Regions from separate parts of the Mus musculus genome. Here regions 1, 3 and 4 are each linked to region 2. A link is a contact called in public Hi-C and HiChIP or PLAC-seq data. All regions are on one chromosome and are shown on one strand. Each heading gives the region's core, a stretch centred on a gene start, on an enhancer-like site or on the middle of the called end of the contact. The rest is flanking DNA. Distances are from core to core; before and after follow the strand shown. Region 1 overlaps Tec (tec protein tyrosine kinase). Region 2 has its middle 18 kb from the start of Commd8. Region 3 overlaps Txk (TXK tyrosine kinase). Region 4 holds the start of Tec (tec protein tyrosine kinase).

What was found. Hi-C and Micro-C count contacts between places; a contact is called where the count stands out from the background. HiChIP or PLAC-seq counts read pairs in DNA pulled down with a chosen protein or histone mark.
Region 1: a contact with region 2 is called in an H3K4me3 HiChIP or PLAC-seq map of the 230-238 cell line, with 10 read pairs. The contact joins two enhancer-like sites. A contact is called at or near these places in 3 of 39 promoter capture datasets (the C10 cell line, hippocampal neurons and pre-B cells), 3 of 115 datasets of contacts at active chromatin or transcription factors (the 230-238 cell line, large pre-B cells and microglia) and 1 of 9 other capture datasets (embryonic stem cells).
Region 3: an H3K4me3 HiChIP or PLAC-seq map of bone marrow-derived macrophages shows a contact between it and region 2, with 6 times the contacts expected there. The contact joins two enhancer-like sites. A contact is called at or near these places in 13 of 39 promoter capture datasets (the 3T3-L1 cell line, 3T3-L1-derived adipocytes, the C10 cell line and 9 more), 26 of 484 Hi-C or Micro-C datasets (the G1E-ER4 cell line, the HL-1 cell line, the N1E-115 cell line and 11 more) and 3 of 115 datasets of contacts at active chromatin or transcription factors (bone marrow-derived macrophages, embryonic basal ganglia and regulatory T cells).
Region 4: a Hi-C map of B cells shows a contact between it and region 2, with 1.9 times the contacts expected there. The contact joins the promoter of Tec here to the enhancer-like site in region 2. A contact is called at or near these places in 5 of 39 promoter capture datasets (the C10 cell line, the HPC-7 cell line, hippocampal neurons and 2 more), 1 of 484 Hi-C or Micro-C datasets (B cells) and 2 of 115 datasets of contacts at active chromatin or transcription factors (embryonic stem cells and large pre-B cells).

Annotation. Positions count from the first base shown.
Region 1 is chr5:72,827,568-72,833,775 of GRCm38.p6, forward strand. All of the region lies in intron 1 of Tec (tec protein tyrosine kinase), which reads right to left. Among named protein-coding and RNA genes, the nearest start is that of Tec, 38 kb to the right of the region's middle. Within about 2 kb of position 2,269, at least 23 of the 459 cell types and tissues checked have an H3K27ac peak or open chromatin away from gene starts, as enhancers often do. A contact at or near this core is called in the 230-238 cell line and pre-B cells, where this site is marked.
Region 2 is chr5:72,183,127-72,189,039 of GRCm38.p6, forward strand. No RefSeq gene overlaps it. Among named protein-coding and RNA genes, the nearest start is that of Commd8, 18 kb to the left of the region's middle. Within about 2 kb of position 1,520, at least 111 of the 459 cell types and tissues checked have an H3K27ac peak or open chromatin away from gene starts, as enhancers often do. A contact at or near this core is called in the 230-238 cell line, B cells, the HPC-7 cell line and 2 more, where this site is marked.
Region 3 is chr5:72,708,688-72,715,309 of GRCm38.p6, forward strand. Txk (TXK tyrosine kinase) reads right to left here. Exons shown (of 15, transcript NM_001122754.2): 9 at 4,095-4,169; 10 at 1,558-1,729. Among named protein-coding and RNA genes, the nearest start is that of Txk, 41 kb to the right of the region's middle. Within about 2 kb of position 2,099, at least 27 of the 459 cell types and tissues checked have an H3K27ac peak or open chromatin away from gene starts, as enhancers often do. A contact at or near this core is called in bone marrow-derived macrophages, where this site is marked.
Region 4 is chr5:72,865,570-72,871,811 of GRCm38.p6, forward strand. It overlaps Tec (tec protein tyrosine kinase), which reads right to left and starts at 2,879. Exons shown (of 19, transcript NM_001113460.2): 1 at 2,825-2,879.

The DNA.
Region 1 (6,208 bases), core at 1,019-3,518, 650 kb after region 2:
GTGATATTTGGAATTCTGGGGACTTTTCAGAGGGTATAAAAATGCTAGGCCCCTGAGAGTGGGTTGTTGGTGTTGGTCGGTTGCTGTTGGTCATGGTTGGTTGGTTGCTGTCGGTCACGGTTTGTTAAGTAGTTGTTCACAAAAAAGAAGAAGAAATTAGATGTCCTGATGGCGAAAATCAAATTTGTCCCAAGGGTCTCAATGCCCCTAATCTGCAGGAAGTAGTGTAATGATAAGCTTGTTCCCTTTCCTTTCTATCTTTTTTCTCTTCTATCTAGTGCTAGGGGGCTGGAAGGGAGGAAAAAGGATGGAGAACAGAGGGAGAAAGAAGAACCCACAAAGTAGTGAAAGTTCAACTACAACAGAGTCTCACTATGCAACTCTGGTTGACCTAAAACTCTCTATGGCCTCAAACATGAAAGGCATTGCACCACCATGCCCAGCTCCAAGGTAATTTTTTGCAGGTCTATTTAAAAAAAATACCCCCTTTTCTGTGTCATAGGTAGCTACTCTCAATGCTTGGTAGAACTAAAGTTCTATTTGTTTGCTTTTTTATTGCTGATGTTGTTGTTGTTTCATTAAACTTAAGACAGGATCTATCTCAGGAAAAATGAAGAGCTGAGGCAGAGGTACCACCCTGCAAAGGGAGCTGATGTGAAAGGCTCTGAGCACATGTAAGTAAATGTGTGACCACTCGGCTCTCTCGTGCCACACGATCCAGATCACTGAGTACAAAAAGACGCCAGAAAGGCCCAACCCTAAACACAAAATGAAGGAAAGTTTGGATCACCAAGGAATTCGAGGGAGATCTTAACACCAAACACATATGACACAAGGCTGTGACACAGGCAAAATAAACAATAAAGTACCCAAAGGAGGTGGGGTGTGGACACTGGAAATTAACACAGTAGAAATCAAAAAACTCAGGAGAGTTAAAATGCAAGCTAAGGAAGTCTCCCACGAACTACAACAGAAAGTCAAACAAACAATGAATTGGGAAGAAAACACAATAGCATTAGAGGGCCCACCCAGAAGCCCAGGGACTGAAACTTGAGAGTTCAAGGGCAAAACCAAACAAAACAATGGGGGGAAAAAAAAAAGCAAAAAAGTAGGCTTTTTTTTTTTTTTTTGGTCAAAATAAAGGTTATATCCAGATTCAAACTATAACCAAGTCACATCTTATAAAATTTCAAAATTATGGAAAGAGACAGAAGGTTCAAAAGGCTTAAAAGCTAATAATAATAGAAAAGATCAAAACTCCGAATGGCAGTCACCACAACAGTCCTGGCAGCTCAGAAGCAGAGAGTTTCCCCCTAGGGGAAACTGAGACCTGAGAAAATGTAGGGAGAGCCACCAGAAGACAGTAGTCTGCTAACTTAAGTCCTATTCTCAGCAGAATGTCAATACAGGTATAGGATCATAAATACAGCATTCATATGTGACCTATGAACATCTGAATAGTAGCCTAACATTCCCTGAAAGAAGTGAGGCTGAGATAACCACCTTCCTGCTCCGGACAGGGAGCTGGCCTGAGCTGTCCTCCAGTCTGGTACCAGGAAAGCCCAGATGGACTCTTAGCATGTGGAGCAAGCCAGAGACAGGCAGAAGAACCCTGCCTGGATCCCAGGCAGGAATGAGCCCAAGACAGATCCCCTCACAAGGGGCAACTTGTGCCTGACGGGGAGCTAGCCTGAGAGATAACCACCAGTCTGGCACCTCACAGGCCTGGGGGGCATGGGGGTGCCACACCATGCCTGAGATGACCCTTGCCTAATACTGTAATGCATGAGCGGGCATAATGACCCCAGACACTCAGAGACCCCGGGTACCACCTAAGAGGAACAAGTGAACAGTGAAGAAATGGAAGAGAAAGAGAAACAGAAAGAGGAGGTCACAATGAAGAGCAGCAGAACCAGAGATGCAAGGGTACTGGGGAAGAACTTAATGTGAGTAGCTGGTGATGCCACATGGGACCGCGGTGGCATCCTAGCCTGTGCTATTACCAGGGAGCCACGTCTGCGTTTGTGGCCCTATAGCAGCAGACATCCCTGGTCTGGTCTGCCACCTAGGGATGAGTTGATGTCTGAGGACTGTGCAGAACTGGCCCCACCCCTCACCTGGTCATCGTGGGAGAGCTGGTCTTGGGGGCATAAGAGCAAGAGAGCAGACCCCCACACCTAGCCAACTTTAATACTGGGGAGAGCAGGCCGCACATTGCAGAAGTTGTGGGTAAGCTGACCCAAAGATACACATGTGGAAGAGCTGGCCCTACCACTCATCTCCCATGTGGTAGCATAGACAAGGGAGAGATACCCTCCTCACCCTCAATCCTCACCACCTAGTGGCAGGCAGGAGACCTAGCCCCAGGATCATGAGAGCAGGAGAGCTGGCCCTGCCCCTCACCAAATAAAGCGCTTGGGAGAGTGGGCCCTGCTCCTCCCCTGGGCAGCATAGTAGAGCTGACACTGGTGGTGGGGGTGCAGGCAGGCTGGCCTGAGGGAGGGAGTGAGGAACAGTTGGCTCCACTATTTGTCTGCTGGGCAGTGACATGGACATAAGAGAAATGCCCCCTTCTCCATCCCTTACTTCCTATGGCAGGCAGGAGAGCTGGCCCCAAGATCATCAGGTCAGGAGAACTGGCCCTGCCCCTCACCTGTTGTAGCCCTTAGGAGGGCAGGCCCTGCCCCTCACCTGGGCAGCACAGTAGAACTGGCCCTAGGAGTGGGGGTTGCCAGTGAGCTGGCCCAAAGGGTGTGAGCAGGAAAGCTGTCAGACTGATCTCTCAGGAGAAGATCCAGGGCTTTGAATTGGCCTACCCCAACATCTACCCATTGATGAGCAGGCCAGTTCTACAGATCCAAAACGATAAGATCTACAAGACACAGGGCAATAATGTGATATCCAAGAGGAATCCCAGTGAGGTTCCAGTATTCATAGAGTAGCAGAAGCCAGAGGCCTAGTCCCAGACCAACAAGTCATTGCAATGAACATTTGCAAGTAAAGAACTGTTGGACAAAAGGGTACCCTGTGACACACTACAGCTTCCACAATGAGATTTTTTTCCTCTCTGTTGGGGTGGGGAGAAATTGCAAGGGTGAAGGACAGGTACAGGAGAGGGGGAGATGAGGGGACTGGGGTGCATGATGAAATTCACAAAGAACCAAAGAAAAGTGTTTTTAAAAAGAAAAACAAAAAGGCAAAAGACATTCCAATCTCCCATCATAATGAAGGGAAATTCCAAGATAAATGACAGGCAGCAGCAAGCCAAGTGGCCAACCTCTTCAAAAGATCAAGTTAGAAGGTTCCTGGGAAGAGCTCTTGTAGAAGATAAAACTGAATACCTGGGGCAGCTCATAATAAATTAGCTAAACATTATTGATATAAGAAATGAAAGTAATTAATTCCAAGGAAAATAAAAACCATACAGAAAAGCCATACGAAAGCAACCATATTATATCCTGACCTGGCTATCTAAACAGAATCTATAGCATCAAAATAATATAAATAAGTAATAATCTTGCTATTATTATAAATGTTTTTGGGGGGCAGGAAGTGTTTTTCTGTGTGTGTGGGAGGGTAGGTTGTGCAAGAGAGCCACATTCTCTTCAGGAGTGACCAACGAGGTGGAAGAGGAAGTAAAATAGAACCTAAATTTGAAATATCAAGTGATACATGCAAGGTGCTACGTAGAGATTATCAAGAGATAAAATTACATCAAGATTGCACAGATAAGCTTGGCTTTTCTGTGAAAATGATAAATGGGGCAAAGTCTACTCTTTGAAAATAGTAAAATAGTAAAATAGAATAAGAACACCCTTGAAAATTGACAGAACAATGACCTTAGGACCATGAGACATGGAAGCCAATCAATAGATTTTAAACTGTGACCTGAGATCTCACTTGTTCTGATGAATTTTTTAGATAAGATTTAAAGCAAAGAGGACTCTTCCTCAGACTAAGATCTGTTTTCATGGAGAACTAGCCACCTTAGGGGTCTGAAAGCTCGCACTCAGTCTGTGTGTTCATTATGTGGCGCTGTAGCACAAGTGACTCCATTTTGATTTTCTTAGTCTGGTCTGTGGGATCCTAGAACAGAAACCCCATCAAAATCACAGCTTCCCATGATTTTTGTTGTAAAAAGATACCAGTCCTAAAACGTTTGACAAAATAAAAATGATCATCTCTAACAGTCAGAAACTCTAGAGAAAATGGAGTAACAAATGAGCTGGCTCTCTTCTTCCCTAAACTATTAAAGCCAAAGGCAGATCATCTCACTGCGGATGCAAAAAAGAAGCTACAAAAACACCAAAATACAACCTGTGATATCCCTACCTATCAAATACTATGGAACCTACATCAACACAAGGAAGGAAGCTGAAGACGGGTTTCCCCAGAAACACTCATCCGTGTCCTGAAAGGTCGCCCCAGTGACCTTCCAAAGGTACCTGTGTAATCCAGAAGGCTGGGCAGACCACAGAAGAATGGCCCTTTTCACAGAAAAGACATTAGAATTACAAGCATCGTGATTAAAGTTAAGCAGGTTTTACCTGCTTTGTGATATAAGTTCCCTCTATGGTGCCTAGGCTAGTCTTGAACTCCCAGGCCTCCAGAGAATCTCCTAACTCAGCCTGTGTGACTGGCAGTACAGGCTCATAGCACCACACCTGGCATAGTTTTGGGGTTTGTTTGGTTTTGTTTTCTATTTTGCTCTATATTGACACAGTCCAGACTACTGAGCCCTCAGATGCGTCGTGTCATTCCAAGCTGCAGCTTTAGCACCAATCCCACTCACTGCACTATCCAGGAAAGGAAGGCAGAGGGAAAGGGAACGCTAGGGAGCTGAGCTGTGTGCTTCTCTGAGCAGCTTCATTTAAGAATATTATTGAAAGCAACTGTTCATCTTCAGAGGATACAACCTATGACTGAAAAGGAACCTTCCGATCTCCAAAACTAAAGGGAGCCATCTTCTTTGAATACGGACCCAAGCACGTTGATTTTCCATGTAAAGGGTTGATCGCCTCTGATCTGCTCACTGCTGTGGATGATAGCCTTTGAAAGACAGGAATATCACAGTTTGTATTGGGGGGGGGGTTGTTGAAAGTAAGAGTATCCTCAAATATTCCAGATCCATCTCTCAGACATTATAAGACTCTGGGTTAAAACTTTCTTAGTTTCTCTGGGGGACAGAAAAACTGTCATTATGTTGCCCAGGCTGGCCTGGAACTTGTGGTTTTCCTGCCTCTGCCACCTAAACGCTGGGTTTGTGGGCATATGCCACCACACCTGACTGCCAATAGTGTCTTTGTATAATAACTGCCAAATGAAGTGCCCCTTTTCTATGTCACACTGGAGCTAAAGATAACTTTACCCTTTACCTCGGCGCCTATTTAAAGCTTAAAACAGACATTATTGGACTTTGAACATATATATGTCCTGAGGCAGATAACTAAGAAATAATGTCACCATCTCAGTAGTGAAAAACTCAAGCCACCAAAGTTATATTCTCTGTCCAGTGTTGCACAATCTGCAGTCAAGATGAATGCTTCAGTTTCACAATCTGGCAGTTGCAGCGAACAGATCTTAGAACCTCATTGATCATGAAAGACTGCCTGAAAAGAGTAAGCTTTAACGATCAAGGGCTCCTCGGGCAGCCCATCCAGAAGGCAGGCAAAAGGCAGGAGAAGAAGCAACGTCTATCTGATTTTAGACACTACACGTCAGTTAGTGCTGCTCTCTCCATTGGCCAAAGAAGCTTCTGTTGGCAGCGGGCAACTAGCAGACTCGTCACTAGCAAAGGGCAGAGAAGTGGCTGTTAAGTCTCAGCCTCGAGTAAAGCATCTAGGACAGCCCCTGCCAGACTCAGGAGCACGGAGGGAGAGGGAACAGGAAAAATATAAGGAGCAGAGGATGGGTAGGAGCACTGTAAAGCTCTGTCACCTGGACATGGCACAGCCAAGAACTCAGCAGCAGTGGGCATCTGCGCAAGACCCGCAAAAGACGTGCAAGGACTGATGGGGGTCCATCGACACTCCAGCACAGATGGGGACCACTAGGCCTCACTCCCCCCTGAGGACCTATGGGCAGTTAACAGTTACTGGGGAGGAGTAATATATTCCTTGGTGGTGTGGCCAGTGGTAAGATGACCTTGCTCTGCTAAATAACCCTGTGACCCTTGTTCATACAAGCAACCCTAATTAAATGTAGTGGA
Region 2 (5,913 bases), core at 270-2,769:
TGTCCGGAGCAGAGGTATTGGAAGATACTTCATCTACACACTCAAGGCTTTGGTAGCAGCAGGGGATGGTGGGTGGGGGATGCTCATAAGGTCAAGAAATGAAGCCTGATAACTGTCTGGGTAATAGTTTCTTACAAGGGTTGATGGCGGGGAAGCTGGTTTTATGGCACCAGGTTGGGGCCTGGTTAAAAAAAAAGAAAGAAAGAAAGAAAGAAAGAAAGAAAGAAAGAAAGAAAGAAAGAAAGAAGAAAAGAAACCAAAAAACAGAGGTGAGGATTCAACCTAGGTAGACTTTGAAGGTTTTAAAGAAGAAGGAGGAGGGAGAGGAGGAGAACGAGAAGGATAGGAGGAGGAGGAGAGGGACACTACTGCCATAGTGGGCAGACCAGGCCTGTAACAAATCTCCAGTTGAATCATGTTTGAGGTAGCTAGGGGCTGAAGCTCTGTAGCCCCGAGTTATTACATTCCCGTGTGTGTGTGTGTGTGTGTGTGTGTGTGTGTGTGTGTGGTGTGTACACAGGTGTGCAGAGGTGCTTGTATAACTATACACACCTGCATCTGGAGGTCAAGGTCAGAAGTCTTTTTCTATCACTCTCCGACCTTATTCATTGAGGCAAGGTCTCTCTCTTGAACACAGAGTTTGCCCATATGGCTGGTCTTGGCTAGGCAGCCTGCTCCTAGGTTCCCTATCTCTGCCTTATGGCTACTCAAGATCACAGGTGGGCCGACACACCTACCTGACCTGTACATGCGTTCTAGGAATCTAAACCTCTTGCTTTCAGAGTTGTGCAGCAAGCACTTTAACTACTGTGCCATCTCCCCAGCTCTGCTCTTTTTTTTTTTTTAGAAGAAACCCCATGTTCCCTCCCCTCTTTTTTTCTTTTTAATAATCAGGAACAAAAAGCAAGGAAAAGCCCAAGAAATCCTCAAGGGAGTTGCAGGGACTAACCATCAAAGCCCGTAGTAATAACGAAACTCACTTTGTGTTAATAGTCAATGCCTATCAAAAGACAGCTGCAGAGGAGAAGGGGAACTGAACCAAACTGCGGGGATTAAGGAACTGGCTAGCGTGTTTGAGATCTTCTGGGTAGATCTAGGACTAGAGAGAAGCCACGCCCTGCTTGACCCAAAAGATAACACAGCTCTGTTGGCCCCGCCCCTTTCATATTCATGCCCCTTGCCTTCCTGCTTTCTTCTTACACTTACCTTTCTGACTTTTCTTTCCTTCTACTTTAAAACACTATATATAGAGTATACATATATTCAGCTCTTAAGTATTTGTCGGCCGATAGGAGTAATTTACTGACAGTGAAATGGTCGGAAGAGAAACAATAATGAGAGACAGAGAGCCCCAAGGAGACAAGAGCTGGTAGATGAGACTATTAGCTTCCCAGAGAAGTGAAACTGCTTTCTCTAAAGAGAGGGTGTCTTACATACGAGGCAGACTGACGAGAGGGGAGAACTAATTGAAGTCCACTCCAGATGGCTGGACTCCACAATCAACTGCAGAAAGTAAGAGTGACTAGGCGGCGGGTAGAGAGCAGGGTGGAGACTCGCTCATGTTGTATTTATTGGACGCTTAGAGATAAACAGAAAGATTCCTGATCAAGAGTATGTGTTCGATTGACTTAACTAAACTTCCCAGGGGAAGCAACCGTTTTCGGGGAGTGCTCCCATCATGCACTCCTGCAACACTGCCAGGCAATGCAATGCAACGGGAGGAGGCCACTGCTCGAGCCTCTTCCTGATGAACAATACACATACTGTAGGTGAATGAAAAAAAAAAAAAAAAAGAAAGAAAAAGGAAGGGCATGACTGCTCCTAGGTACGGTGGAGGAGAAAGTTTATTGTCTCTGCCCCACAGTTGCAACAGCCAGGTAGGCCTGGCTTACTATAAAAGGGGCTGCTTGCCCCTTCCTCTCTTTCTTGTCCTCTCTGACTCTCTTCTATCACTGACTCCTTCCTCCCTCCCTTCCCCCTCTCTCTCCACGTGTTCCTGACCCCAGCCTTCTCTCCCCCCCCCCCCACAGTGTGTGTCTTTCTGTGTCTCTACTCTCTTCTTAACTCCTTTTCCCATGCCCTAAATAAACTCTATTCTCCACTATACCTGTCCTCAGGGGGAAGGGATACCTCAGCATGGGCCCTCCGAGGCCCCCTCCCACTCATCGTACTTGGCACTACCAAACATATTCCTGGCTGTTTGTTTGTTTGTTTGTTTGTTTTTTCGAGACAGGGTTTCTCTGCATAGCCCTGGCTGTCCTGGAACTCACTTTGTAGACCAGCCTGGCCTCGAACTCAGAAATCCGCCTGCCTCTGCCTCCCGAGTGCTGGGATTAACGGCGCGTGCCACCACGCCCTGCTCTTCTTTTTTATAAAACACAACAGAGTGCATAGCAGAGCCAAGCATCTGGGAGAGTCCAGAGTGGGCAGGAATCTCAGCCACAACACTGAGTCATGACCCTGAAGAGAAGGGAGGCGGAGGGAGAGGGAGGAAGCGAACCAGAGGCAGCAGCGAGAACAAGGGGTTAATAAAGGGGGGACATGGGTGGGTAGATGGGTAGATGGGTGGATGGGTGGGTGGATGAGTGACCAAAGCAGCTGGATTATAAAGAGAAGAGCTCTAGGGGAAGGACAGTCCAGCCCCTGGGTTGGAGAGTGGGTGATGGATAGGTAGGTGGGTAGGGGGCCCAGGTATGCCAGCCATAACCTGTAACACATAGAGAAGCTGGGTGAACCTGACTGCCAAGATCGACTTAATATGTTAATAGACACATCAATTACCCATTTGTCCCAGGGTTTCAGTCTTAATTAATGGTAGGGAAGGAGACAGTCAGAGCCCAAGATCAGGTAGGTTACAGAGCCAAAAGTTTTAGTTAGCAATGCAGAATTGAGCCAAGCCAAAGCAGCTCTGTCAAACCAAAGGTCCCAATATCTGGAAAGACCTCAGCACTAACTAGTAATTTGAGTATGCTAGACACATCCTGCATATTATAGCTCTTCATGCCCAAAATCTTCAGCTTATCTTATACTTACATATGCTTTGGTGGTGGTGGTGTTCACCCTTTAGAAACCCACTATATCCAGAAAGTTTTCTTCTTTGCCATTAACCAAGTTGCTCCCATAGCACTTTAACTTCCACACTGAGGAGAACTTCTCACACTGCCTCACTATTGTCTGGTCATTGCCCTTCTCCAAACCTCGAGATCAAGCCCACAGTATCACAAAGACTTGGGTCATCTTTCATTGCTAGCAGTCAGCCACACAGCAGCCTCTCAGTCTATGTTTATTGGATCAACATGGGAATTCTTTGCACATCTTTCTTCAAGGTGAGGAAGAGAAGGAGGGATAATAAGATACCAGTATACTCAAAGCACCCTGAAAGGCTGTCGTCTTAAACTAGGGGACACATGGACCAGAAGTATGAGGTTTAGGGTCCATGAGATGGATCAATGGGCAAAGATGTTCACTGTGAAACCCAAGGACCTGACTTTGATCTTTGGGAATCACATAATGAAAGAATGGAATGTCAGCATTCTGTACAACTGGCAGAAATATAAAATCAACGCGAGGCCTGCACTTTTGAGTCATCAGGATAGATATCCCTCAAAGTAACTTCTCAGCTGATGTCATCAAAATAATGCCTAATCATAATGTCACTCTATGCTCCGGGATATCAAGGCAAATCCTAGAGCTCTGGCAGATGCAAAGCCCAGAGAGACCAGAGACACGTCATTTAATTTTTAACAAACATCTCACAGGAAAGAGGAAAATTACCCAGCCACCATATTAAAAGGAAATCTAATAACATCTATAAAAATGAATTTAGCCACAGGGTAGTAGTTTTTGAAATAACACAGTTGGCAGTGTGAGCTTAGCATCTGGAGAGGATACACTGAGCAGATGAAGTTTCCTATGGCTGAATATTGTCTCCTAGCCACTGGCTTAGAAGATGAAAATGTTAGTGTTGGGTTTCAGACCCAGAACAAGGAGCTGAGGTGCATAGTTTACATGCCTAAGCAGACTTGTCCTCCAGGTCCTCCCAGCATCATAATAAATGTATCCTGCCAAAGCCTAGGTGTTTCCTACAACCAGGGCAGCTCCACAGGTGCTTCAACTAGGCCCGCACATTCCTACTTCCCAATGGTCCCACAACCTGGACAGCAAGTCCTGTCCTTGCCAGACCTGACCAGCACTCCAGCTTTTTGTCCCCAACTGAACAAGTCCTAATGTCAGCAGGAAGTATTCATAGATGATTATGTCACACCTTATTCATTTATTATCAACAAAAATCTGGGATACTTAGGTTTCAGACCCACGACAGGGAGCTGAGGTGCATATTTTATGTGCAAAAGTAGACCTGACCTCCAAGTTCTCCCAGCATCCCTCAGTCTCTACCTGGCATACCCAACCTTCTACCCTGAACTTTTGAGCTCAGGGTCTGGGCTTCCCTTCCCTCGGAAGCACTTTCCTATATAATGCAGACATTTTGGTCTCTCGTTGCCATAAAAGGAGATCTCTTCCTGAGCTTAATGAGACAATAATGTCAGTTTTGCCATTGGTAATATGTTATTTCTTTTGGTGACCAATGCAAGATCTTGAATTTAAAAAAAAAAAAAAGAGGAAAAGGGAGGAGGAAGAGAAGGAGGAGGAGGAGGACAATAACAACAACAAAAACAAAAACAAAAACAAAACAAACAAAAAAACCCAGGAAGTAGTTTCTAACCTTTTCAGCCTTGTCAGAAAAGATGGATGGCCAAATTGAGTTATTTTGATCTTCTAAAAGTCAGATAACCCTTCTGTGAGTAATTCTATTGCTTGCTTTCGTTCTTTCCTTTTTTTACCCCTAATACGGAGCACACAAACAGGTATCAGCCAGTGCTATTTTGTTCTGTTTTTGTTTTGTTTTGTTTTGTTTTGTTTTTTTGAGCATCTAAATTAAGAACATTCTCTCAAAATAATTGATGTCTATATCTTCTCCTCACCCATCCATGTTCTTTGAATGTGGCCTTGAACTTTGGACTCATATAGATTTCAAAAGGTTTATTGTAGGTTCTTTACTGAAGCCTATGAGGCTGATGCTGATGGTAGACCATTATTCTCACTGTTCTAGAGTGTGGATCTTCCCATTTCCAACATGAGCAAGTTGATGGAAATCAGACAGCAAAAGAATATAGTTCTCTGAACTTTCAACTCTAAAATCATTACTTCCTGTTTTAATATTTTCACAAGATTCGGTTCAATCAGAGGAGAGGAAGCCCTTGGAATATGTTTACTAAAGCATCTAGATGGGAGATGGTTAAGAGAAAAAGAATGTATCCTGTGTTATAGAAGTTTGCAGTGATATAACTGGGAGCCAGTAGTGTCCTATTTCACTTACTCTTAAAGAAACATTGTGCTTCATATATATTAATTCCAGGAAGTCAATTACAATGCAGCCATGATAGCAAAATGAAGACCTCAGCACCTTGACTTCACATATTCACTTCTTCCCCACTGGGGTCAGATCTGGCAGTAGATCTAAGCAGAATGATCTAAGGGGATCATTCTGAGATAAGCAATAACCAGGTTCATTAAATAAGTGTTCAGGCCCAAATCTTGTAATTATCTAGACCTTACCATCACTAAAACTCACATAAAAATCCTGTTAGTTCTATCCTCAAAACATATGTCTAAACAGACCATACCACCTTCACAAAGCCAAAGTTGTCTGTTCTCTGGAATGATCAAAGGATATCTTGACTGATGGCTCAGCAATTGTTTGATTGTCAAGAAGAGCTTAAACAGGTCCTGTTAGAAACAGGTCAGACTGCACCAGTCCTGGACTCAAAGCTCCCTAGGCCTTTCTGATGCACGCAGGCCAACATCTAAGGCACACAGACCTGTAGGGTCTGGCAGAGTTCCATCTTCCATGTC
Region 3 (6,622 bases), core at 849-3,348, 530 kb after region 2:
AAGGTAAAGTGAGAAAGAGAGACAGAGACAGACAGAGAGACGGAGAAGGTATACATTCAACATTTTTTGATTTATCTTTCAAGTCCGTAAGCATACTTCCAGTTAAGGAATGCAATTTGCATGTGTGCAAAATAATGTCAGGACAGCAAATCTCAGAATGAAACATTTTCAAGCCATAAGAACCCTGAGACTATATAACTTCATGGAAGTATTTGAGAACTGAAACATGACAAAGCATTCGCTTACGAGGGTGACTGTCAAAATGCATCTGAGATAAGACAGATGTCTATTGGAAGTAAGGCAAAGGCAGGCAAATGAACCCTCATATGTGGTTCAGTTGAACAAATAGGACCAACACTTCACACAGGCAGAGAAGCGTGTGAATAGAAATGTGTGTTCCTGTGATGTTACTTTCTCTACACACGGATCAGTCCCTGGTTAGACATTCCACAAATCACTATAGGACCACTGGTAGATGGATTTAATTCTTTTCAAGTTTTTTTAGCCTTCTTGCAAAGTTCCTCAGCTCCCGTGTCTTCCCTTGAAAGAGCATCCTGAGACACGGGAGCTCAGGACATCTCCTGATATCCTTTTCCAACTCTTCTCTTCCGTCGCTAACAGAATCAAGTTTCATGGTTCTCAATATCATCTCTGGGGAACCATTCTCAAATTCGTGCCCTCTACCCTGACCTCTCTCCAACTCTAGCCTTACACATTTACCTGACTACTTTGTCATCTTTAATTCTTCTAATAGGCTTCTCCAATTCAACACCACCACACGCACGCACGCACGCACGCAGGAATCCACCCACGCACCTGGCTCTCCCTGCACAACTTTTAGCCTGCTAGAGGAAGTCCTCTTCCTAGCAATTACTAACTGTTCCTGTAACCCTGTGGAGGGGCTCGTGACTCTTACAAATTCCTGGACTCCTGAATCATGTTAAGTTGTATTAGCTTCACAAGTCTTATGAGCCTCGGGGAACATTCCGGTCCCAAGAAAATAGCTTTACTAGCTACAAATGTAAATATATCTACCAGTTGTCCTGCAGTGAGTTATGACACGTCTCTAATACGTGTGTAGAGAAAGTACCATGACAGGAAGCAGGAACACACATTTCTACCCACACGCGTCTCTGCCTGTGAGAAGTTTTTCTCCTGTTCACTCAACTCTTCACCCTCAGAAAGTCTGATCCCTGAGTTCCCAGCCAAGGTTGTCTCATTCAAGAAGCCCCTTATCTAACATTTACTCAGCACCTACCACTAAGCTAAGCATAATATACTTTCCTTGTCTTTCTCATTGACCATTTCATTAACTCACACAGCGATCCAATGTCAGAAGTACCCGTTGTTTCCAATTGTATAGGTGAGGACTCTATAGACTTGAGGATGACATAGTTCATGCATGTCACACAGAGGTTAAGTAATTTGCCAGGGTTACACAATGTCTTGGGCAGAGTCGTGAGCCAGGTGCAGGTGTGTCTGATTCTAAAGTCCAGGTTCTGTCTGAGACTCTGAGGGGCGGGGCCGTGAGTACGTGGGGCAGGACCTTGCACTTACATCATCACCTTGGCTTCCTCAATGAAGTCTTCTTCAGACATGGAACCTTCATTGATGGCCTTGATGGCGACCGGGATATGTGCTCTCCATTCTCCTAAGTGGACAACCCCAAACTGACCACTTCCGATCTCCTTGACAAAAGCCAACTCTGATGGATCTATCTCCCACTTTTCTAGAAAGGCAAAGGACTCGTGTTAAAAAGTGAAGGAAGGATGGTTAAAGGACAGAAAGGGAGAGCGAAAGATTTCAGAATTATCCAGTCCTATCTCCTTGTTTTACATAGATGTTAAAGGTATACAGGTAAGGATCTGTAACAATATATAATCCAAGATGTCAAGGGTTAAAAGAATTGCCTGCTTGGAGACAAGAATATATAGCACTGAGACTATCAAAACATAATATTACACATATCCATGTACTTTTCTAAACAAAACTAGTGGTGGGACCTAAAGCATGGATGTCCCCAGCCTGGATTTGTTATAGTGCTAAGGGTGGGGCATTTTCTTTTCCGGAGGTACTTCCTCTTGTTGTTTCAGTTTCTCCTACTGTTCTCATTCCACTGCTAAAACACCCTTCCTGCCTTGCGTAGCCTCTCCTTAGGGATGGGTCTAATATATGTAATTGTATACATGTCCATTACCAGGCTGTTAACCAACATATATCTAAACATGTGTTTAAGGTGAAATTTGTGTTGTTGTATATTTCTCATTTCTCATAAGCAAGCCAGGAAGGGGGAGAAAAAGAACTGTTTATAAAATAATACCCTTGAAACTATGCAAGCTTAACTTTTTTAGCACCTAACTTTCCCTACAGCAACACCGCCACCTGCTGGAACTTTAGGACAATGCACTTAGCAGGATTATTAATGATGATAAGTAGTCCCCAACTCAGCAGGGAAATGCTGTTGTAAAGGTGACAGGAGAAACGGATTTATGACCTTGACAGTGGCACAGAATTTCTTGATAGAATATTATCACAGGAAAATATTAATAAACTACAACTCATAATTTTGTCTGCTTATCTGGAGAGTTGACCCTGTGGTTGAGAGTGCTTGCTGCTCCTGCAGAAGACCAGGGTTCAATCTCCAGCATCCACAAGCTGGCTCAAAACCATTCTGAGCTCCATCTCAAGGAAACCCAACTCTGTCCCTCTTCTGGCTTCAGCAGGCCTCATAAAACAGAATATCTAAATGACTGCTATACCTATTAAACCGTGGCCAAAATAACTAATCGTGAGGGATCAAAATTAAACCATAAACCAATACCGTCAAACACTTAACAAAATGGCTAAAGGGAATTTTTACCAAGGGTGAAACTATAGGCCTGGTATTCCTATACATTGCTGATAGGAGTGGAATTTGGTATAGATTCTTTGGAAAATTGATTCTGCCTAGGAAATCTCAAACATTGTGACTAGCCTTTGATGAGACAAAACTACTCTAAACTATACTTACAGCAGGGCCTAACTGAACATTTATCATCTAAACATAAACGAGAGCTTTCATAACTATAGTACTTGTAAGAGCTAAGCCTGAGGGACAACCCTAATAGCTGTGTAAAGGAGGTAGCAACCCTGACAGTGTAGCCCTCCGTCCCAGGGAAAATGAGCTGGCCACACCCAACACAGTAGACGAAATTCAAAGTGGTGAGAACAGGAAGAGGCCAGACAGAGTGTGTAGTTTCTCATTCGATTACCTAAAGTGCTCAAAACTTGGCAAAACAAAACAAAAAAACAACAAAAACAAAACAAACAAAAAAACCCACTATGCAATAGGTGTGGCTTATGCCATATTTTGTTCAAAAAAGTTGATCTTTTCCTGAAAAAGTAAAGAGCATAATTGCCAACTGCCTTGCTAATTACATAAGATCTTACATATAGGAATGATAGATGTACCCATAGCACCCTGAAGTCCTCCTTCCAACATTCTTAAACTAAGACCCTGAATCATAGTCATTTTTATGCAATATAATTCTCACTGTTCCTTGTTTCTTTCCCAATATAATCTGAGTCCTGCTAATGAGAGGAATTCAAGGGAACAGCATTTTCTACAAGTCAGAAAACAATATTTCCCTGGTTGACATTTAGTCTCACAGACGTGTAAATGTCACACCTGCTAGAAAGTGATTTGAATCTGAGGGTAGCGATTCTGTGTGAACAAAAGTGAAGCGGAGCCGTTAAACTCAACAGCTCTTTTCTCATGGAAAGCAGTCATTTCCCAGCAAACCTTGTAATCAGAAAACAACAGCCTCAACATCCAGAGAATAGTAGTTATTTATCAAAATGGGAGGATGACAGGTCCTCATAAGGCACGGTGAAATGCTAAGCTAAACCAGAACATTGCTACTGACTTCACGTTGCCCTGGGAGATGGGTTATTTCAACATCTCCAGCAAGAGATTTACATTTTTAAAGGAAACATATGCAGATAGACATTTCAAACGAACTGAGAATTTAAGGAATCTTCAGGGTGGTTCCTGGATGGATGGATGGATGGATGGATGGATGGATGGATTCCCTCAGCACATGTGTGTACTTTACCATAGCTAAAACCAGATGTGGCTGGTAAACAGCTGCCCAGGAGCCCAATGGGATAGCGGAGACGAGATATGAGACCTAAGGAGAAAGAAAAATGAGCATATCAAAGCTAGTTATTAGTTACAGTAGGAAGAAGTAGGTATACTGGAAGGTAGCACTTGCCTTTAAATAATTAGGTATAACAATTTGGTGGGTCATTATAATTCTCTAATCTCCACCTAAAAACACCTTCCTGATAGATACTCACTGTACACAAAGTTCACACAAAGTTCTCTCACAACATTTCAGTGTGCACCGATGAATTATTATCACTTTGGCCAAAAAAAAAAAAAACTTGGCAAAGCTTTCTTTGAATATTTTGGAAGCATGTATGTAGTACATACATACATTGTACACAAATTATAAATGTTTTAATATAACTTTTTCCTATCAAGCATGTAGTTTATACATACAGAGGACTATAAATAGACCCCAAAATATTTCTGAGATTTTGCTGTTATAAAATATACTATATTTTCTTGAACATATGTTTGTATTAGTCTCCCAAAGTTTCCTCTTACAAAATGGGATACTTGATCAAATTATTTGCAAAAGCGTTAACCATCAAATTGAACACCCTTTGAAAATAGATTTTTGTGGGATTCTTTTGTTCTGTTTTGGTTTTGTTCTGTTTTGTTTGACAGTATCATAGTCGAATGAATAAGACTTCATATGATTGGGTCAACATGAAAAGAATTCTAGACAACCAATTTAAATTTGTCAATAAACATCCATTATTTATTTCCTCGGTCGCTACTAACTGAAAGTCTGTTCGCATCATGCTCTATGTTGATGTTAGGAGACAGCGGTGAAGGAGATGCTGACGGCCTCTGCTCTCAGGGGCCCTACTTTCTAGGGGAGTGGGAAATAAACCAGTGTGTGCACGCACAAGAAAACGTCAACGATGGTAAGCCAGACAAAGTGGATAAATGTAGTTATCAGAGAATGAGTGATCTAGGAAGGCCTTTCAGACAAGATTATCATAGGTATGAAGACAGTGACTGACAAGGAGTCACCCACAAAAACCAGTTGGGAAAGCCCAGGCAGGTGAATAGTGTGCAAAGACTGGGAGGCAGAGACAAGTCTAGCCAGTGGGAGGCGGAGACAAGTCTAGCCAGTGGGGAAACAGAAGGGATTAGGACCTAATGCACAGGATTCTCTTCTAGGTGAATCCCAAAGGCCTCAGCTGATCCACACAGTGATTCCTGAGATGGCGGGTTCCTTCTGCAGGAAGCTTTCCCTCGGTAAGAAATACAAGACGAGACAGCTCTCACATGTAAAAAGGGATATTATGTGAAGACACACACAGCCTAGCCGGGACACAGACAAAGAACGCCTAGCACATGTGTGTCTTCTGGGAGGAATGGCATCTGCCAAAAAGGAGAAACTCGAAAAGGTGTTCTAGGCATGAGAGAGTAAGGAGAGGCATGAACCATGAAGCAGCGGGTAGGAAGAGGCAAGAAATCATCATCAAGAAGGGTGTATTCTCTGAGTTCCAGGCCAACCTGGTCTACAAAGAGGGCTACACAGAGAAACCCTGTCTCAAAAATCAAAAAAAAAAAAAAAAAAAAAAGGTGTATTCTCTGGTTGTGATGGGTCTTATAAGCTGTGTCAGAAGGCACTGCATTTTATAGCAAAGTGGGGGAGAAAGAGATGGAGCGAAAGAGACTGGGGTGGGGGGTCAGTCTCAAACAAGAAAGTGAAATCTTCATATCGCCATTTTTGTTAGCTCACTGGTAGATTTGTTAGCATAGAGGTATATTGAAGGAAAGTGAGCTTTGGAGACAATGAGAATGTTAACAAACTGCTAGAAATTATCCATGGGACTTATGATTAATTAGGGCAGCCCTGATACTAGGGGGAAACAGGGATCCGGAGGAACATATTTAGGATATGAAATTGATTGCTTTTGTAATTGATCAAGAGTATTCATGCAGTCAACAGTTTATCGTTCCTACCTCGTGATGTTGGCACATCCTGGTCTTTCCCTGCTTTGTAACCCACCACATAAATTTTCTTTCTTAAAATATTTTCTTTAAAGGAAAGAAACAGGACGAAATGTAGGGAAAGCAAACTCAGAACTGGCCTGCTGATGTGGGGTTTGTTTCTCTAGCCCAATCCCTGACCCACCAGCCCTCTTCCCTGCACTTCTCCCTAACCAAGCCTCGGCTGATCCTTGGAAATCCGAATGGATTCACCCCATATGTGTACACAGATGTCCCAGGATATGTTCTGGGTGTACAGAACCAGTGTCAGAGAAAAGGCAATTTGGTTTGGTTTGGTTTGGTTTGGGTCAATACACAACTTTTCACGAATGAAATCTTCAAAAGAAAGTTACAGTGGGGTGGTGCCAAGTTCTGTGATGCTGAGCTAAAGACTCCCCCTCCCCAGCTCCAACTGTCCTGGAACAGACCAGGTACAGGTTGAAGACCAGAGGTGTGTCATTGTGGTAGAAATTTCTGAGACGCCCTTGTCTTTCCGCAAATGATAGG
Region 4 (6,242 bases), core at 1,629-4,128, 680 kb after region 2:
ATTAAGGAGCCAGAAGTTCATAACCTAGAAGATACTGAAACAGTGCCTTTGAAATTTCCATCCCAGGATTCCACACTCAGCCAGTCTGCAAATTGTGAAGGGAAAATGGATAACTTCAGTTAGAAAGACTGAGATCCTGTGCATCCCTTTCCAGGAAGCTTCGAGGATTACACACACACACACACACACACAAAACCCAGGAGATGGGACACAGGAAAGAGATAATGGGGATTCCCAGGAGGCTAGTGACAGAGCAGCCTCTGAGTGACAGTTGCAATACATAAAAAAAAAAAGTCCACCTCTCCAAGTGTATGGCAAACAAGAAGGTTCATGTTCAGCTTCTTGGGGCAAATAAAGTAGAGAGAAAACCTGGTTTCTTTAAGAGAAGGCTTGGAGAATCGGTCAAGAGTTGCAGATTGAATTAATGAGAAGTACACACACACACACACACACACACACACACACACACGCCAAACAATTACTAATCCCAAGGAACACAAAAATATGTGTTTAGCTGAGCTGTGAATATTGACCTAGCCATAAATCGTGTGGCTTATCTTGATCTAGCTACTTCAGAGCCCAGATTCTGTGCCTACATATATTTAAATTTGTTTGCTCCTTCTGGTTTCCCAATAGCAACCTGTTTATGGGGTTTTGGTTGTTGTTGCTGCTGCTGCTGCTGTTGTTTTAATTCCTTCCTTTTTTTTTTTTTGCCTTTACAATGGAAATGTAATTTTCAACCTCTACTTCATGGTAGCTTTGGTCATCTGTGCCCTGAGCAGTCAAACATGCAGTCAAATTAGTAGTTATAATCTGACCCAAGTAAGGACTGGCTGACCCAGGCAGAGATTGAAAGGCAGGCCTAGGTGGAGACAAGCATGGAGATACAGATAAGGTCTACGCCCTCTCCTCTAGGTGGCTTGTGGTTGTTTTTTCCAACAAATCTCTTCTAACAGCATAATCACATGGAATGAGATCATTTTCCCATGATCAGAAGTCAATTTCATTCCTTTCTTACAGACTTGAATGCCCCGCGAAGGACCTTAATGCTTGATACGAATTCAACTTCAAAGACTCTGCTTCACCTGCTGCTCACTGGACGAGAGCAGAGCTTCTACGGGCTCTGAACAGGGACAAAGTCCACAGACACTTACTGAGAATCCACAGGGGAGCCATCAGCAAGCTGAGTATCAACAAATGATCTTCCCCAGATGGGAGTGGAGGGAGTGGGGGGGGGGTGAAGTAAATGCCAAAATCTAGTAGGATGGGTGCAGGGAAGGAAGAGAGGCACCAACCAGGGCAGCCTGGAGAACCTGTAGGAAGAGGTGTGGTTAGAGGCCCTGGGTGCGGGGCGGGGAGGGGGGGGAGCGAGGGGGGGGATAGGGGGAGGCCAGGCATTCTTCAAGAACACAAATGTGCCAGTAATTGTCCACAGTATCTCCATCCTCCTTTAAGGATCAGCTGTAGGGAGAGAGGTTACACATAGCCCCAGCCCTGTCTGTAAACAAGACCACCTTGTTGTAAGGGAATCAAGAAAACAGTGTGGCAATGCTAAACCTTGCATTCCCACCCTAGATTCTTTCCAATCTAGAAAGAGAGGGAAACTCTAGGCCAAAGATCCATGTAGGGCAAAGGTATCGCCTACTAGAGCGCTTCACTGATTTGCATGTGTTTACAATACCTGTCCCCACACAATTCCACAAACCCGAAGGCACACACCCTTGTGGGAAGAACGAGGGTGATTTACATAGGCACCCTACAGAAAGCACCCCTGAGCTGGCAAGGAGAGGAATAGTGATCGGATTCATAAGTGTATGGCGAAAAGATAGGTCTGTCTTAAACAATGAAAATGTAACTGGACGACATGGATGTTTTCAAATACTTAATGTGTAAGTTTAGCCACAGCTCCCCCCAACCCCCGCCTCGCGGAAAAAAATCAAGCTCTTCCTTATTTTGAGTCTATAGACCACAGAGCTACAGTGTCGATCACTCAGCTATTAAATCCCAAATCTTACTTAGGAGACTCGATGCTTCCTCCTACCGCGCCTCGGCTCTGTAAAAGAATTATATAGACGGGAATAGGTTGTCAGAGTTTCCTTAGAGGAAAATGGGAACTCACTGGAAAAATGTAAAACCTCTGCTTAAAGCATGCAACTATTCTGTCTGGATAGGCTCCAAACCCACTTAACCAAGCCAGCCACCCAGTTGTCCCAATTTAACACTGCGATCAACTCTTCTAACCAAATATTCCACTTTCCAAAGATAAGCCCGAATGGGACCTGGTACACAGAAACATATTCGCCAACGACAGGAAAAAGTTAAGAAATGTCAGATCCAGGGGAAATTGCACAGTCTCGGGACAAGGTCCACGTAGTTTTTCCCACTTTGATTCTTCGAGTCCCTGTTTATCAAGATCCAGATACCACTTTCCAGAAGAGAAAAATAGCTAAAGAAGTACGTGCACCTGCTCGGGCACAAGCAACTGTGGACTGTCTTCCTGGATTCGAACTTTACCGCGGGACAAGCAGAAAGAAGAAAGGCCCCCTGCCGCTCAACTGGGAAAGGAACTCAATCGCGAGTCCTCTCGGCTCAGATACCAAGTCCAAAAGGGCTCAGATCTGCAGCCACCGGGGAAGGCGCGGCCATCAGGGGAGCGCACCTGTCCCTTCTTCCTGGCCCAAGGGGGACGGGCCTCTGACCTGACGCAGAGAGTCCGCTCTCACCTCCGTGAGAAGGGTAGAAAAATCCTCCCTAATCCCACTAAGGTCAGTCTCCCGCAGGTGGAGGCCAACTCCGTGAGCGCCGAGAGTCCCTTGGTTCTTACCTTGACGGAGCGCGTGCCGAGACAAGCCAAGACAGAGCGACGTCCAAACTGCGGAGCCCGGAGCTCGGCAAGCGCTGACCAAACCCATCGGCCACGCCCACCGCCCGGCTCCTCCCTGGCCCCGCCCCCTCGCCGCGCCGCCTCTGCCCTCCGCTGCCCACAGCGCCAGTGTCCCACCTTCCTTCCGCGATTTCAAAGCCAAAGGGAAGAATCGGAGCTCGCGGTCCTGCGGCCGAAGTTCCAGGGAGCGTCTCTTATCCAGACAGACGCGGCGTGGGGTCTCTCTAAGTCCGGACTTCCCATCCTAAGAGAACCGTCCAGAAAAATGCTCCTTCGTCCCCGGCTCGGAGAGCCGGTAGCAATAGCACTTGTGGGTGGCTAAGAACCGACCTCCACTTCCGCTTAGCCCCTCGCGGGCGAAACCGGATGATGCTGTGCTCTGGGGTGATAGAAGAATGGGTGGCTTGACTGACAAGCCTGAAGCATCAGAGCCTAGCATAGGGTCACCCACTTACATTATTACTGTTGATACACTAATAATGAAAACAACCTTCAAGTTATTCACTTTAAATACTGTAAAATTCTTAGACTCCAGGAAAGAACGTGCCGTTTGTCACCTAGCTAGCTAGCTAACTGAGAAGCTGTCCTGGAAAGGCTGGGGCTGTAGATCAGTGGTACAATGTTTGCTTAACATGCACAAGGCCCTGGGTTTGATTCCCTACTTTCAAGTCTAAGTTGTCTTTGATGGTAGTCTTGAGTCTTAGCCACTGTTATCTGATCTCATCCATCCTGTACTGTCAGACAGGCATGGTGGCCCACATATTTTATTCCAGCTGAGAGGGCAAAGGCAAGCCCATTTCTAAGCATTTAAGGCCAGTCTGGTAAACATAGTGGTTTCCAGGCCAGCCAGGGCAGGGATATGAGGACCTCTCAGAAGGAGAGAGACACAGGATAGGACTGTAATGTTCATAATAGTCCATGGGAATAAAAGACTGAGTTCGCCTTTGGGATGGAGAGAGAAATTAATTTGTAAAATGCTTGCTATGCCGAAGGTTGATCAGGTAGAGCCCATGTTTTTAAAAAAAAAAAAAAAGGAAAGAAAGAAAGAAAGAAAGAAAAAGGGAAGAGAAAGAAAGGAAGGAAGGAAGCTGTTTTTCACCTGTACTCCAGAGCTGGAGGCAGAACCAAGCATAGCTTGGCCAGTCAATCTAGCCCAACTGGCCAGCTCCGGGTTCCATGAAAGACTTTATCTCAAATAATATGGAAGAGAGCAATTGAGAAAGACACTTAGCCTCTGACCTCCACAGTGGAGCCTTTACATAGGGAGAAAACCAATATACCGGTAAGCAAAGAAACCATTTCACAGGTGAGAAATGTCTTGGCTGAAATAAACTGGGGTAATGAAAGAGAGATTGATGAGGAAGGAGGACTTCTCAAAGGAGGACTCTGTGGAGCTGAGGTTGAACAGTGAATCAGGCAGCCAACCTGAAGACGACGCTCGCGATCACGTGTGCAGTCACGTGTGCAGTAAGACTCCTCCCCGACACGGCTCAGGACTTAAAAGCAGTGCCTCCCTGTGCTATTTCTCCTGTGATCATCTTAATGACCCGAGAAGTCAGCTGACAAGATTCCATTTGACAGGGAAAGAACTAAGAGCAATTTAAAGGACTTGCCTAAAGTCATATAATTAGGAAGGGGCCGGGAATGGGAGGAGAACGCAGAACTGAACCAATGATTCCTGACTCCAGTTCCTCTCCTCCCGGGAAGGCCTCCAGTGTAATGAGCCAAGCTCTGAAGGAACCTTCCCTTTTCTCTCCTGCCTCTCATTCCCTTCAAGAGCTTATTTCCCTGCCATGCAGAGAGATGTCCCTGGGGGAGCAGGGGCTTGAATCTGTGAAACTGTATGTAAAAGAGTAGAGGCACATGTGCGTGCAGAGAGCAAGTTACTGCTACCAGTACTGCAGTGAGTGAGTGTGTGTGTGTGTGTGTGTGTGTGTGTGTGTGTGTGTAGAGTGTAGACTCGGAAGCTTATCATATTGATACCACTTTAAAGGACCTGATACTTCCTTTTTTTTCTTTTCTTTCTTTTCTTTTTAAGAACTATGATACTTTCCTGTCACATGGTCTGCTACCCCTGGGTGACCCTTGTGCCTCATATTCTCAACTAAATGGAATGATGCTTTCTTAATGTTAATAAAGTTGAATATAAAATGGGCATTTATATACATTTCTTGGAGCCCATGGTCTCTCTTCTTGTTGGGTATTGCCATAACATCTATAAAATTGTATTTATTTAAATGCTAGATAACCCTTTTTAACCCATACGTAAATTTCACGTGGCACATAAGAAACATACAGAATCTGTCTGAAAAGTTTGTACATAAAGTGGTGTTTGTATTTGGAGTTTCTGACACTCCTAATTTGGACATCTCTGCCTCCCTTTTGTGACCTTTCACCTATCCAAGGACTCTGCCCCTCACCTGACCATGTATTCATTGAATGAATAAATGATAATGATAACAGACAAGGACAGTATGGTCTACAGAGTGAGTTCAAGGACAGCTAGGGTTATACAGAGAAACCCGGTCTCAATAATAATAAATAATAATAATAACAACAACAATGGTATTAGTCTTGTACAGAGCATCTCCACCTATGTGAAGAGTACCTCATTGCAATTATATGACATGTCTGCTTCTTTCCAATGTGTATCAAAAGTAGCTACTTCTTTGGGACTCAATACATAGAAGGAAGGGAAACTGTTGAATGGTAGACACAAAGTTATTACTTATGCTACCAAGAACAGTTGCTAGGCTGGAGAAACGGCTAAGCAGTTAAGAGCACTGGATGCTCTTCCAGAGGACTCAGGTTTGATTCTCAGCACCCTTATGGTGGCTTACAACCCACCCTAACTCTAGTTCCAGAAGGTCTGGCGCCCTCTCCTGGCCTCTGGAAGTACTACATGCATGCGGCAAGCAGGCATCCATCCAGGCAAAACACCAATACGAACAAATATAAAAATTTGCTGGGTGTGAAGGTACACATCTTAAAAAAATAATTTTAAAATATAATAACTGCTAAATAAATAATTCAAAAGAAATAAAAAAGAAGTTCCATATACAATCTATGTTGTACATCACATAACTGAGTGTGGTAGTACATCCTATAACCCCAGCACTTGGGAAGCAGAATAAAGAGAATGAGGAGTTTCAGGCCAGCCTGGGCTACCCAGTGAGCTGTGTCTCAGGAAACAAGGACTGGAGGGACTGGTGAGCTGGCTCACCAAATAAAGGTACTTGCTTCCAAGGGTCACAGATAACCTGAGTTCCATACCTAGGGTCCCTAGGTAGAAGGGAACTGACTACGACAAATTGTCCTCTGAGCTCCACACACACCATGGCACATGTGTATCCGCACA